Linked DNA regions of Mus musculus: all the other regions are linked to region 1. A link is a contact called in public promoter capture Hi-C data. All regions are on one chromosome and are shown on one strand. Each heading gives the region's core, a stretch centred on a gene start, on an enhancer-like site or on the middle of the called end of the contact. The rest is flanking DNA. Distances are from core to core; before and after follow the strand shown. Region 1 holds the start of Cyp7a1 (cytochrome P450, family 7, subfamily a, polypeptide 1). Region 2 holds the start of 6330407A03Rik (RIKEN cDNA 6330407A03 gene). Region 3 has its middle 58 kb from the start of Gm42252.

Region 1 (3,801 bases), core at 823-3,322:
CAAACAGTCTGTGTAACTAATTACCTTCGCAGAAGTAGTGTAATGAAATTTTTTCCAGTCAAAATATTTTCCGTGACATAAGACTTTGTGGTATGACAGGGAGTTTGTGATGAAGTGGACATATTTCCCCATCAGTTTGCAGGTAAAAACATGGCCATGTTTCCTTTGCTTTGCTCTTAGGAATTCAAGAGGATTGGATCCGAACTTCAGAGCACAGCCCAGGTATGGAATCAACCCGTTGTCCAAAGGAGGTTCACCTACTTTCCTGTAAGACGCAGATTTGGGAGGTTGGGAAAATTACGTGTTCAGTGTTTTCTAGTACTTATTTCATATGTAGCTTCATAACTACAGTTTGTAGATACTTATTTTGGTGATGGGGACCCCTCTCTTTTACTAAAACAGTGGCTTTTTTAGTGTACTAAGATATTGGTGAGGGTGATTACTAAATCTATCCACTCACGAATCTATCTATTAACCCATCCATCAGTCTATCCACCTCCATATATATATATATACACACACACGTGTGTGTGTGTGTATTCACACATTCATCAAGAACCCAATAAATTGTTTTCTATGCCTATGTCCTATTGCTTTTCCCAATGGCAGAGCTTAGAGTGTTAACATAGCCAACAAGATTCTTGCTCTCGAAGTATCACCTAATGATTAAACTTTTCTAAGAATCATTTCCCTAAATGCCTATAATGTAACATTTGCTCTTTTTCTTTAAGGATGGGAAACATCAAATGACAGAAAGGGCTACAGTGTTAAAGTTTTAACAATCTACAGAATTTAAAATACTAGCATCCTGAGGACTGGAGGTGTGGCTCAATGGTGGAGCTCTTGATAACATTTATAAAACCTTCCCTTTGATCCTCAACTCTGGAAAAAAGAACATTATTATTCTGAGATGATATTTGAAGTGAATAGGAATCTCATTTGGAAAATTAGATCATTATAAAATGAAATTGGATCAAGTAAACATTGGCAAACCATGAACTAAAATCCAATACTCTTTTACTCTTTCTTAAATGTTTTATTAAAATTATAAGCTTATTTATTTCCCAATAAATTATATATTTAGTGTTTTCTACTATTTATTTCAAGCTTCCTAACTACAGTTTGTAGACACTTCTTTTGATGATGGGGACCCTGCTTTTTTATTAAAACAGTGGGTTTTTTTAGCCTATTAAGATATTGGTGAAGAATATCTCTTCATCTCTTCTAAGAATAATTGAGTATAATTGATATTTCCTTTCTTAGCATGACGATAAGCTGTTTAATTTAAACTGGTAACTATCAGCCGAAGAGGCAAAGAAACACTTTTTAAACTAAGAGAACACATACTGGTTTACCTCTCTGAAGATAATGCCAGGGGTATTGTCCTATTTTGATGTTGACAGTCCAGAAAATATCTAAATATCCTGCCCCGAAATGTTCTTTGAGTCATTCAAAATGATATCATGTGCAGGCACCAAAGCTTCCCAGTCACACAGTTGGTTAACATTGGAAAGAAAAGTTAGAGGCAGACAAACTCAGGCTCTGTGCTCTCACCCAAGCTTAGACGGAGTCTGCAGAAAACCCAGATGACTGCACACTTGCTTAGGCAGAGCATCTAGTCAGTTCATGTCACAGAAAGAACCCCTCTAAATATTACTCTTCTCAGCTTAGGTTTGCTCCACACACGCATACATAAACTTGCATCAAAAACTTGTAATTTTTTAGTTATGTTTAACAAGATCTGCATTACCAGTGGTGAATGTGAATATGCTAAGGGGAACTATCTATATCTTGTTAGATTTAGTCAAAGATGTGTCTTTTAAATTTAAAATTAAAAGTACTAATGTACTAGTATTTTTTTCATGCTGTGTAATCATGAAGGTATTGAATACTAGAAATAAATTAAGACAAATTTAAAAAATGTTTCCATACCTTCTCCTTATTCCAATGATAAACCATATGCAACAGCTCACTACCACAGCAATCCCCCAGATCAAAGAAATGCTCATCATTTTGCAAAAGCAGGAAAACGTCCCAAGGGGAGAATCTGTGCTTAGCAAAGCAAGACGGTCCAGAAACTGTGGCTCTAACTAGGCTTTATATATGCACAGGACCATGATCCAATAACTTGAACTTGGGTGACCAGAGCAAACACTAACTATTTGTCCTCCTAAAAAAAAGAAAAAAGAAAAAAGAAAAAAATAGCATTATCTGGCCTTGAACTAAGTCCATCTTCTCAGAAGAGGCTCCAGAACAAGCAGAGAGCTGCAATAGTCGATAAGCCGAAGGTCTGTCCCTCATGTGCTGACATAACATTCAAAGCTGGGGACAACAGCTAACACTGTGCTTCTGTGTGTAGAAAAAGAAGTAAACACACTACAGAAGAGCTCACCTACCAAAGATGTGGAGTGTGTTGTAAAGCAAAACAGGCAGAAGCTTTCCATCCTGGCTTTAATACTGGCTGTCCATGTCATTAACCTTTGGGGAAAATTATTTAAATTAATTTCCAGAAGTATACAGCAACCGATCCTAAAGGATGTGAACGGTGTGGAACAGTTTGTTTTGTTTGTTTCTTTGTTTGTTTGTTTTTGCTTGATTGTTCAGTGTGTTTATAAAGCCACAGGTGCTTCATGTAGTCTATCTACTATCGTCGAAATAGAAAACCTCCCAGCACTCATCTTCTAGGCAGCCATAGCTTGAGAATTCACTCTTTACCAATTTTTATTTGTAATTAAGATGTACTTTTATTTCAAATAAAGACTACAACACTTCTTGTCAAAGTAAATATGAATTCATAATTTACCTCTTATACTACTCATAAACTGGTATACAACTTTCCCAACTTTACTCAGCATAATCTTTCATTTTGTGCTGAAGATTGAACCAATGGCCCCACTCCTCCAAGGCAAGCACTCTACCGCTGATTTACACCCCAGCTCCCTACTTAACATAAATATTAATTGAGCATTTTTATGTTCCAGGAACTCTTTGAAGATATTCTGGTTTCAGGTACTAACAAGACAGGGAGTTTCTCTACTGAAGATTGTATTTTGATGGGGAGACAGCAAATATGTGTTGTGTATCCATAAAATGAGGTGTATAGGGATAAATATGGCTTTAAATATGTTGATAGGAGAAGCTTTTTTGAAAAGATGATACTTGAGATAGAATAGCTAAGGAAAGACATTTCCAGGAGAGGGGACAGCAAAGGTGAAGTTCCTGAGCAGAGAGAGGATGAACTTGGTGTGCTAAAACACAGAATGAACAAATGGAGGATAGAAGATGGAGTTGGGTTTAAGAAAGAGACTAGAAGATAAGCAAAAATTAGTTCATATAGGGCTGCTTCTATATGCTTCATATAGAGTGGAGAGAGGATTGGACCTATTGCCTTGGAAGGCAAAATACCAGTGTAATGTTTTGAACATTTGAAAATCCAAGGGACAATGTCAATTTCTCAGCTGAGTATAAGAATCTGAGGTAAGGAGAAAGGAAAACATCAGTGATGTAGATGTTAAGCCGTCAGCATTTTTGATATTTAAAGCCAAGCGACCCTCTCAGGTCACCTAGCAGAAGCAGTAGGTAGAGTATGACACTAGGCCAGAGAGAGTGCATTCTATTCCCCGATGCCAGGAAAAGGGGAGAAAAGAAAACAATAAAAGAGAAATAAACTGTACAAATATGTCTCTGGATACATATCTGTATAGTGTGTGTATTATTATTATTATTATTATGTATTTAATCTGAATAAAACTATCTTAGTGAACAACTTATTCAAATAATTCTTTTTTTAAGACTTATTTA
Region 2 (3,801 bases), core at 927-3,426, 2.6 Mb before region 1:
CTCATTTCTAGACACTTTAATATGCGTGTAATTGACAATAAAACTATTAGCGTGTTTTTGTTGTTCTTGAAAAATCATTTTATTATTTGATGTATTTGGATGTTTTCCCTTCATGCATATGCCTGTACATGTGTGCCTGGTGCCCTCGGAGGCCATAAGAGGGCGTCAGATACCTGGAATTGCAGTTACAGATGGTGGTGAGCTTCCATATGGGTGCTGGGAATTGAACCCTGGTCTTTTGGGAGAGAAGCCAGTGTTCTTAACCACCAGGCCATCTCTCCAACTCCAGTATATGGTGATTGTACAAGACAGTAGATTTCACTATGAGAGAATGTTCCCATCATGCATATTCTTTCCCTTGCTGTCTGTCCGCTCCTTCTTTCCTGACCCTACACCAACTGCTTCCGCTTTCCAACGCCCTTAGCATGTTACATTTAATGATTTTGTTTGTTCAAAAAGTCACCGGAGCCTCTCTTCCGTCAAGTGTGATTAAGTCACTCTACTCTGGCTTTCTTTGCTGTAGGGGACAGGGAAGGAAGCTGGGACACAACCATTGTTTACCTGCCATTTAAGAAGCATTTAGCATCTGGTATTTTACTTAGTTCTCACAATAGCCTTGGAAAGAGTGGAATTATCTGAATTCACAGATGAAGTAAATACCATTACATTAAGAAACTTTTCTGGTGTTTATGTGTCTACTAACAAATGAAAGTTCCAGGTGGGACCTGATTTCCCCATACTATGGCCTTTTTCTGCTTTACAGCAGGAAAATGGTTGTTTTAAAGCAAGAGTCTTTTAGCCAAAATCCTTCGAGTTTTTCCCGATTCTTAATGAAGTAGGGTGGGGTTTGGCTCAGTGTTTGGTGTAGCTATACCTAAAAGTAAAATAACTTTGGGAATTAACATTTATTGATAATTTATTATAAACCAAAAAAATATGGCCATAAAAGTATGGGTTCTACTTATAAGCTTTTTATAAACCACGAAACATAGTTCATAGAATTTCTGAGTCTGCTTTGATTCAGTAAATGGTGCTTGGCCACTGCCTTGGTGACAGGTAGCCGTTGTGGTGGTGCAGGCTGCACGGTCTCCTTTCTCTGTTTAAGGTACCTGCAAGGAGCATGGAAGCAGACAATTGTTTGCCCAGAGACCTAGAAACTAGTGATTTTGTTTGTGTCAGAGTTCAAGATGCCTCTCTTCACTTAAGTATGATGATGTCACAGAGGTGACAGAGGTGACAGAGGTGAAGTTGCGCCTGCCCTCAGGGTGTGTGCAGTGGGGTTAAGGAATAGTTGCACCTGTTTCCAATACTGAGGGCTCAATGCACACGTAAAGTCACATTGTGAGTTATTAATGTTGGTACTTGTGACTGAGGAGAGAAGAAATACGAGGCAGAGGAATGTGTGAGCTGTGGAAGGCCAGCTGGCCAGGCCTTGCATTTGGTTTGGAGGGCTGGTTAGATTTGCCTACATGGGAAGAGCTTGCTCAAGTAGAGATGAGGAGGCAAGATGACCGCATGTTCATGGGTTGAAATCTCTGCCTCTGACAGAAATTTTCTGCTGGAGCCATGCAGATGATTGACAGTTAGGCTGGAGAGGGGTATTGTCAGACTGTGAGCAGTACGGTGTCTATGTGAGTGTGTACTGCTCACAAAGAAAGGCAGGACTCTTTGATCTAATGAGAGGTGATTGTAAGGACAGTACTGAACACTTACTGCCTATTTATCCTACCAAGTAGCCTTTATTGTACAATAGCTATGCAAGGTTTAGAATGTCCTTCATTGACAATTCAGTACTGTACACTACTGACAGAAAGTGTGGCCTTCATGGACCTACATTTACATGAGAGATAGATTGATGATAAAATAGGTAAATTCTCGGGCTGGCATTAAGGAAGAACAAAGAGAGCTGTGAGCTGGGAGGACACTCGGAAGAGAGCATCACATTTTCAAGCTTGTTTCTCTGTGTGTCCTTTGTATTAAATCGGGAAGGTAATAGATGGGAGGAAGTCTCTGGAGAATTTTAAATGTAAAATAATGTTCCTAGTCATAACCATAGTACAGGGCAGAGGGAAGACCAATGCCACGGGGACCAACTGGTGGGCAACCGCACCTCTACATAGATCCTGTAATCGTTGATATCATGTAGGTCTGCTGGGGGGGAGGGGATCAACGTGGGGAAGAAAATCAAAAATTACCATTTTCTCATGCATGCCTTCCCAGAACTCAGAACCCAAATGTAAATCTCTCACAGAATTGATGGGACCTGAGGGGACTGGATTTGACTAGGAAATGACAACACTGGACAGCTGTGGTTTCCCATGCTGAGTGGACAGTGTGGTGAGGAATTTAATTAAAAATGAAAATTCGGTAGAATTTTGTGATATGCTGTTGAAGTACATACATAAAGTAAATAATGTCGAAGTAGTGTCAGGAGTAGTGTCAAGGCATTTAATTCTAGCACTTGGGATGCAGAGGCCAGTCTGGTCTACAGAGTGACTTCCAGCAAAGCTAGAATGACACAGGTAATCCCTGTCCAGAAAAAAAAAAAAAGAAGTTTTCAAACTTCCAACATACTACAGAGGTACAAAGTATTGTATTTTATTTTAGCGTTGGGATTTTTATTGTAATATTACATGATGTTTGCTTGTGTTTTGTGTTCTTTAAACCTTAAATTTTTCCTTTTAGTTTTATCTTACTGATTTTTACAATGCATTTACTTATGTATTGCTTATGAGCCAGGGCCTTCAGTTTAAGTAGCAGAAGATGACACTGAACTGATCCTCCTGTCTCTACCCCAGGTGCTGGGACCACTGAGCCAATTTTACATTTTATATATATATAAAAAGATATGGTCTGAAACTGAGTGACAGCCTTCCCTAGAGTATTAGTCCCCTGGAAAGCCAGTAGTGTCTCTGTCTGGACTCTGAGCGATGTAGAAAGTGAAGGCAAAATTGCTAAGTGCCAGCCACTGCCTCAGTACTGGCTGGTGGTCACATGCTGTGTGTTCCTAACACCATACTCAAGATGTATAGCCTCTGCCAGCCTCACCCACACAGACTAACCCCTGGCTCCTATTTCTCCCAAGTACTGAGTCACAGCTTCTCTGGCACTCTTGGTTCATGGTCCTCCAACTACAGTTTTTTTTTTTTCTAGTAGTCCTAGAATGGAAGATATTCTGCGAGTAGTGAATCCAAAACTGGAATACATTTTGGATATAAGGACACAATGCTGTTTGAAAAGATGTCATACATTAGAAGGAAGAATCCTATTTCTGTTATATTTTAATAATCACAGTCACTCGCAAATGGGTCAAGTGTATCTTGACATGAAACTTCTCAAACTGTCCTGTTTCTGTTCCATTGATTTGCAGTTGACACTTGCTAGTTTTGAATCACACCAGACACAGCCAACCTGGTTTCACAAAGCTAAGATGTGAGGGAGGGAGGTGTACATAGCTGAGCCAGTGCTGGAACAAGCCTTCACCATGGCATATCCCCTGAAAGCTTGAGGTCCCCTAGAGCATTCTGTCACTTGGTGCCCTGAGGTGGCTTGACCCCCAAGAGCCATCCTTTTATATCATCTCTTCTTGGCCTCATTTTTAAGAGGAACAGCTCTGAATCTGCACTGGCTTTTGCTTCTTATTTCTCATTTTAAACTCCTGGGGTCTGTTAAAGTCTCTCCAGGACACTTCATTGTCCTGCAATGTATCGTTTAGCCAGTTAGTAAAGTGTCTTATTTGTTAAGCTTTGAGAATCTTGGGCCAGGTTCATGTGGAGTTAACCTTTAATCTCTGTGAGTTTG
Region 3 (3,801 bases), core at 684-3,183, 2.1 Mb after region 1:
AAGCAAGAAAGCAAGAAAGAGGGAGGGAGGGAGGGAGGGAGGGAGGGGAAAGAAAGAAGAATCATTAAGGCAAAATCTTCTGGAAACTTTTTCTTCATTTCTTCATGTTCAACCCATATACATGAGCCATAGCCCAGAGGGGATCAAGGCTACACCTGATGCATGTCACTGAACAAGGTAATATTTAAGAGTTTCCTAAGTAATATTGGTTTTGAAGGCCAGAATAGATCACAGAGAGCAGCTGATGCTTGGCACTGGGAGAAACTGGGAAAGGCCATTCTTAAAGCCTCAATGGCAGTTGAAGCCCAAGGATTGCAGAGGTCATGGAAAGAAGCTGAGATTTGGCACCATGTGGCAGAATTAGTGTCTCCAAGGAGAACCCAAGAGAAGCCAAGGTGAAGGTCAGCCCTGTTCAGTGGACATCAGCGTTTCGGAGATGCTACTACCATGAGATGACCACCAAAGACAGCAGTAGCTATGGAGTGGAGCTGGCCTGAGCCTATTAGATGAGCTAGGTGTGATGTAGATGGCAGAGCAGAGAGGTGGAAACATAAAATCCCTTTGGATTCCAGTTAGTTCCAGGTGGCTGACACTGCACACTGATTCTCCTCCCTCTCCTTCTCCCTCTCCCTCTCCCTCCCCCTCCCCCTCTCCTCCCTCCCCCTCTCCCTCTTCTCCCTCTAGGTTCCTGCCTTGAACTCCTACCTTGACTTCCTTCAGTAATGGACTATGATATGAAATGTAAGACAAATAAACGCTTTCTTCCACAGTTGCTTTTGTTCATGGTGTTTTAGCCCAGCAATAGAAGGCCTAACTAAGGCCTTAGTTGTTTGTTTGTTTGGGACTGAAACTTTGTAGAGCAGCACAGTGGTTAATTGAAATATGAAGGTATTGGCTACAGTACCTGACACATAGCCATCATTGTGTTCTTTGAGGGGGCCTGCTAGTTTATTCACTGTATTTACTAAGAGACAACTCTGCATTGCTCTCTAGATGGGTTGTGAACAGTGCTTTTATGTATCCCCCAATCCAGAGAAAGAGGCAGATATTGACCAAATCACCAAACATCCTATCAATTCATGAGAGCAGGATCTGAAAAGGTCTATGATGGTGATGGAAAAGTACAAAAATAGAGCAGGCAGGACAACACACAAGCAGGATGCTGACCCTTGCTGAGGAGTAGCCTTTGAACTGTGTTCTGCAACATGAGTCAGAGCTAGCTAGACAACAAAGGTCAGAGTTCAAACAGCAAACCCCAACCTCCAGAGGAGGCTGGGCAAAGGATGTCTGGGACTGCCTGACCACCACACTTAGATGCAAAGCTTTAGTGGTCTTGTCAGCACCTTGTGTGTTTCCTTTATCCTCCTGACCAAAAACATATATGTGAGTCTTCCCAACATTCTTCCAACTAGTACTGCTAAATCCAAGAAGGCAAAGTGAGGGAGAAGAAAAGGCAAACTTGTGTATACCTCTGTCTTGGATGTTTACAGGTGCGTCACCTCCAGATGGAAGAAGAGCTTAGTCTTTAGTTGTCTTTGCGGTTTCTCGGGGTAAGAAGTTGAGATGTCTGTTTGTATGGGTTTCTGAATGTATGTAATTCCAGCCTCACTGGTAATCTTCCACAGTGCAATAACACTCGGGGTTCCATTTATTGGCTTGTTTTTTCCATTAGTCACAGCTGGGTTTTTTTTCTGTTATTTTTTTCCAAGCAATTAATATATTTATTTATTTTGTCCTGGCAGTCTGGAGCAGCTGGACTTTGGGTACAAAGTCTTATATCAAGCTGAACTGATGTTTAGAAAACAAATTGAACTAGATTTACTTTCTTACAAATTCACTCTTGGTCAAATAAAACCATTTGGGGGAGGGAGGTATACACTTTTTTTAAAAAAGTTTTTGTGCCAACAACAATTAGCACAAGCCAGTTGCCCTTCACAGATGTTTGCTCAATTGCTGCCTTCTCTCAGAACATGGCCAGGAAGATGAAAAGGTCCATCTAGAGTTCGGCTAATTGAAAAAGGCTGCAGAGACGTGACCTCCAAAAACACATCCCAGAGTTCTGTCAGAAGACCAGGGAAGGTGAATTTTCCAATTCCTTTTGACCTTAGCTGGGAGGACTAAGCTCCTAAACAAGCCAGACTCCAGGATTCAGACACTCTAATGTGAACCACAAACCCTAAACCCACACTGAATCTAGCTGAGGACCAAAGAGCTAAATTGTATATTTATAGGCCTTTTTTAAAAATAAAGAACACTCGTCCTGTGTGGTGCTGCCAACAAGATCTTTTTCAGTTGTGCCGCTCTCTCTTTTACAACGCTGCCTAAGTAAGCCTGCCAGCCAGACCTCTGTAGTCCATTCCAAGATGATTCTGAGAACAGCAGCACAAAGCTTTAGGAAGTTGGAGTTGTAGGATTTGTAAAGAACCCTTCTTTGGCTGTCAGCAGGAATTCACAGAAATACTAATGGCCGTCTATGGGTGGCCACTGGGGGTTGGGGGAAGGAAGACACATTTTTTTAACACTTTTTTTCTAATGATGAAGACTAAATCCAGGGATACATATTCTACACATAAATGGGTATATAAAGTGATTCTGCTGATTGGCTCTGACATAACTTTAAAGTTTACTTCCTTAATTGGGTTAAACATCTCCACACTGGGAACTCTGGATCATAGGTTTTCTAATAACTTTATTATATAAATAGTACGAAAGTGAATAGCAACCCAGTTTTTGTCTTCAGTTTCATATGGTCTAATTTAGTTGACTTTAACTTGGTAAAATGTGACTATGTGTCAGTTTAGATTCAAGGTTAACATCAGTTAGTTGTGTGAGTCCTGTCCCGAGTCATTGCCTGCATAGCATCTGCACAGGACATAGCATCTGCACAGGAAACTGTAGATTGCCCAAGGTCACACAGAGAGCCATGTCTTCCAAAAGTCTTATTCCAAACAATTTCTCCCTGGAGCACCAAACTGATATTTATTAACAACAATCGACACCTATTGGGTGCCTCTTGGAAATCTAGTGTTGAACAGTCCTTTTAACAACACGTCCTAGCCGGGCGTGGTGGCACACGCCTTTAATCCCGGAACTCAGGAGGCAGAGGCAGGTGGATTTCTGAGTTCGAGGCCAGCCTGGTCTACAGAGTGAGTTCCAGGACAGCCAGGGCTACACAGAGAAACCCTGTCTCGAAAAAACAAACAAACAAAAAAAACAAAAAAAAAACAACACGTCCTTACGATACTCCTGCAAGGTGAATGTTGTTATCAGGATATACTGCCTCATTTATTTGTGGATCTCATCTCCATTTTTATATGGAGATTAGAAGTCTACAGTGTGTGGCCCTCTATCACTGAAGGGCTAAGTCTTCCAGCTAGGAGAAAAGAAAGCCATTGCTGAGTACAGACAGTCCACAGAAAGTCACTTTCAGCATATCCTATTGCATATGGACACCCACAAACTCACCCAGGAGAGTGTCCTCTCTGTGCAGACGATGGGAGGTTTGAGATTAGCATGAACTTCGGCCTAGCCTGAGAGCCTCAGGTCCCATTGCCATTTCCATAAGCATGTGCCATGTATAGCTCAAATCTCTCTCCACCTTTATCCATTCCTCCTGATGAATCAGCCCCACCTCTCACCTGGACTCTCATGGCCACCTCCTACTGGTCTCCCCTCAACCACCCCTAAGTTACTGTCATAGTAACCCTCAAAAGCTTCTAAATCTAAGGTGGATCATCTCACACTTCTCTTCCATGGCTCCATGAAGACTTTCTGAAGGCAGCATGTCTCTGCATCCTTCAG

The links. Promoter capture Hi-C pulls out the DNA fragments that hold promoters and counts their contacts.
Region 2: a promoter capture Hi-C map of liver shows a contact between it and region 1, with 6 times the contacts expected there. The contact joins the promoter of 6330407A03Rik here to the promoter of Cyp7a1 in region 1. A contact is called at or near these places in 2 of 39 promoter capture datasets (both in liver).
Region 3: a contact with region 1 is called in a promoter capture Hi-C map of liver, with 5 times the contacts expected there. The contact joins the enhancer-like site here to the promoter of Cyp7a1 in region 1. A contact is called at or near these places in 6 of 39 promoter capture datasets (the C10 cell line, the HPC-7 cell line, hippocampal neurons and 2 more) and 1 of 9 other capture datasets (liver).

The regions. Positions count from the first base shown.
Region 1 is chr4:6,273,560-6,277,360 of GRCm38.p6, forward strand. Cyp7a1 (cytochrome P450, family 7, subfamily a, polypeptide 1) reads right to left here and starts at 2,073. Exons shown (of 6, transcript NM_007824.3): 1 at 1,933-2,073; 2 at 25-265. The coding sequence starts at 2,012. RefSeq lists a promoter at 2,041-2,391.
Region 2 is chr4:3,712,788-3,716,588 of GRCm38.p6, forward strand. It overlaps 6330407A03Rik (RIKEN cDNA 6330407A03 gene), which reads left to right and starts at 2,177. Exons shown (of 1, transcript NR_028126.1): 1 at 2,177-3,801. All of the region lies in intron 1 of Lyn (LYN proto-oncogene, Src family tyrosine kinase), which reads left to right.
Region 3 is chr4:8,360,273-8,364,073 of GRCm38.p6, forward strand. No RefSeq gene overlaps it. Among named protein-coding and RNA genes, the nearest start is that of Gm42252, 58 kb to the right of the region's middle. Within about 2 kb of position 1,934, at least 10 of the 459 cell types and tissues checked have an H3K27ac peak or open chromatin away from gene starts, as enhancers often do. A contact at or near this core is called in liver, where this site is marked.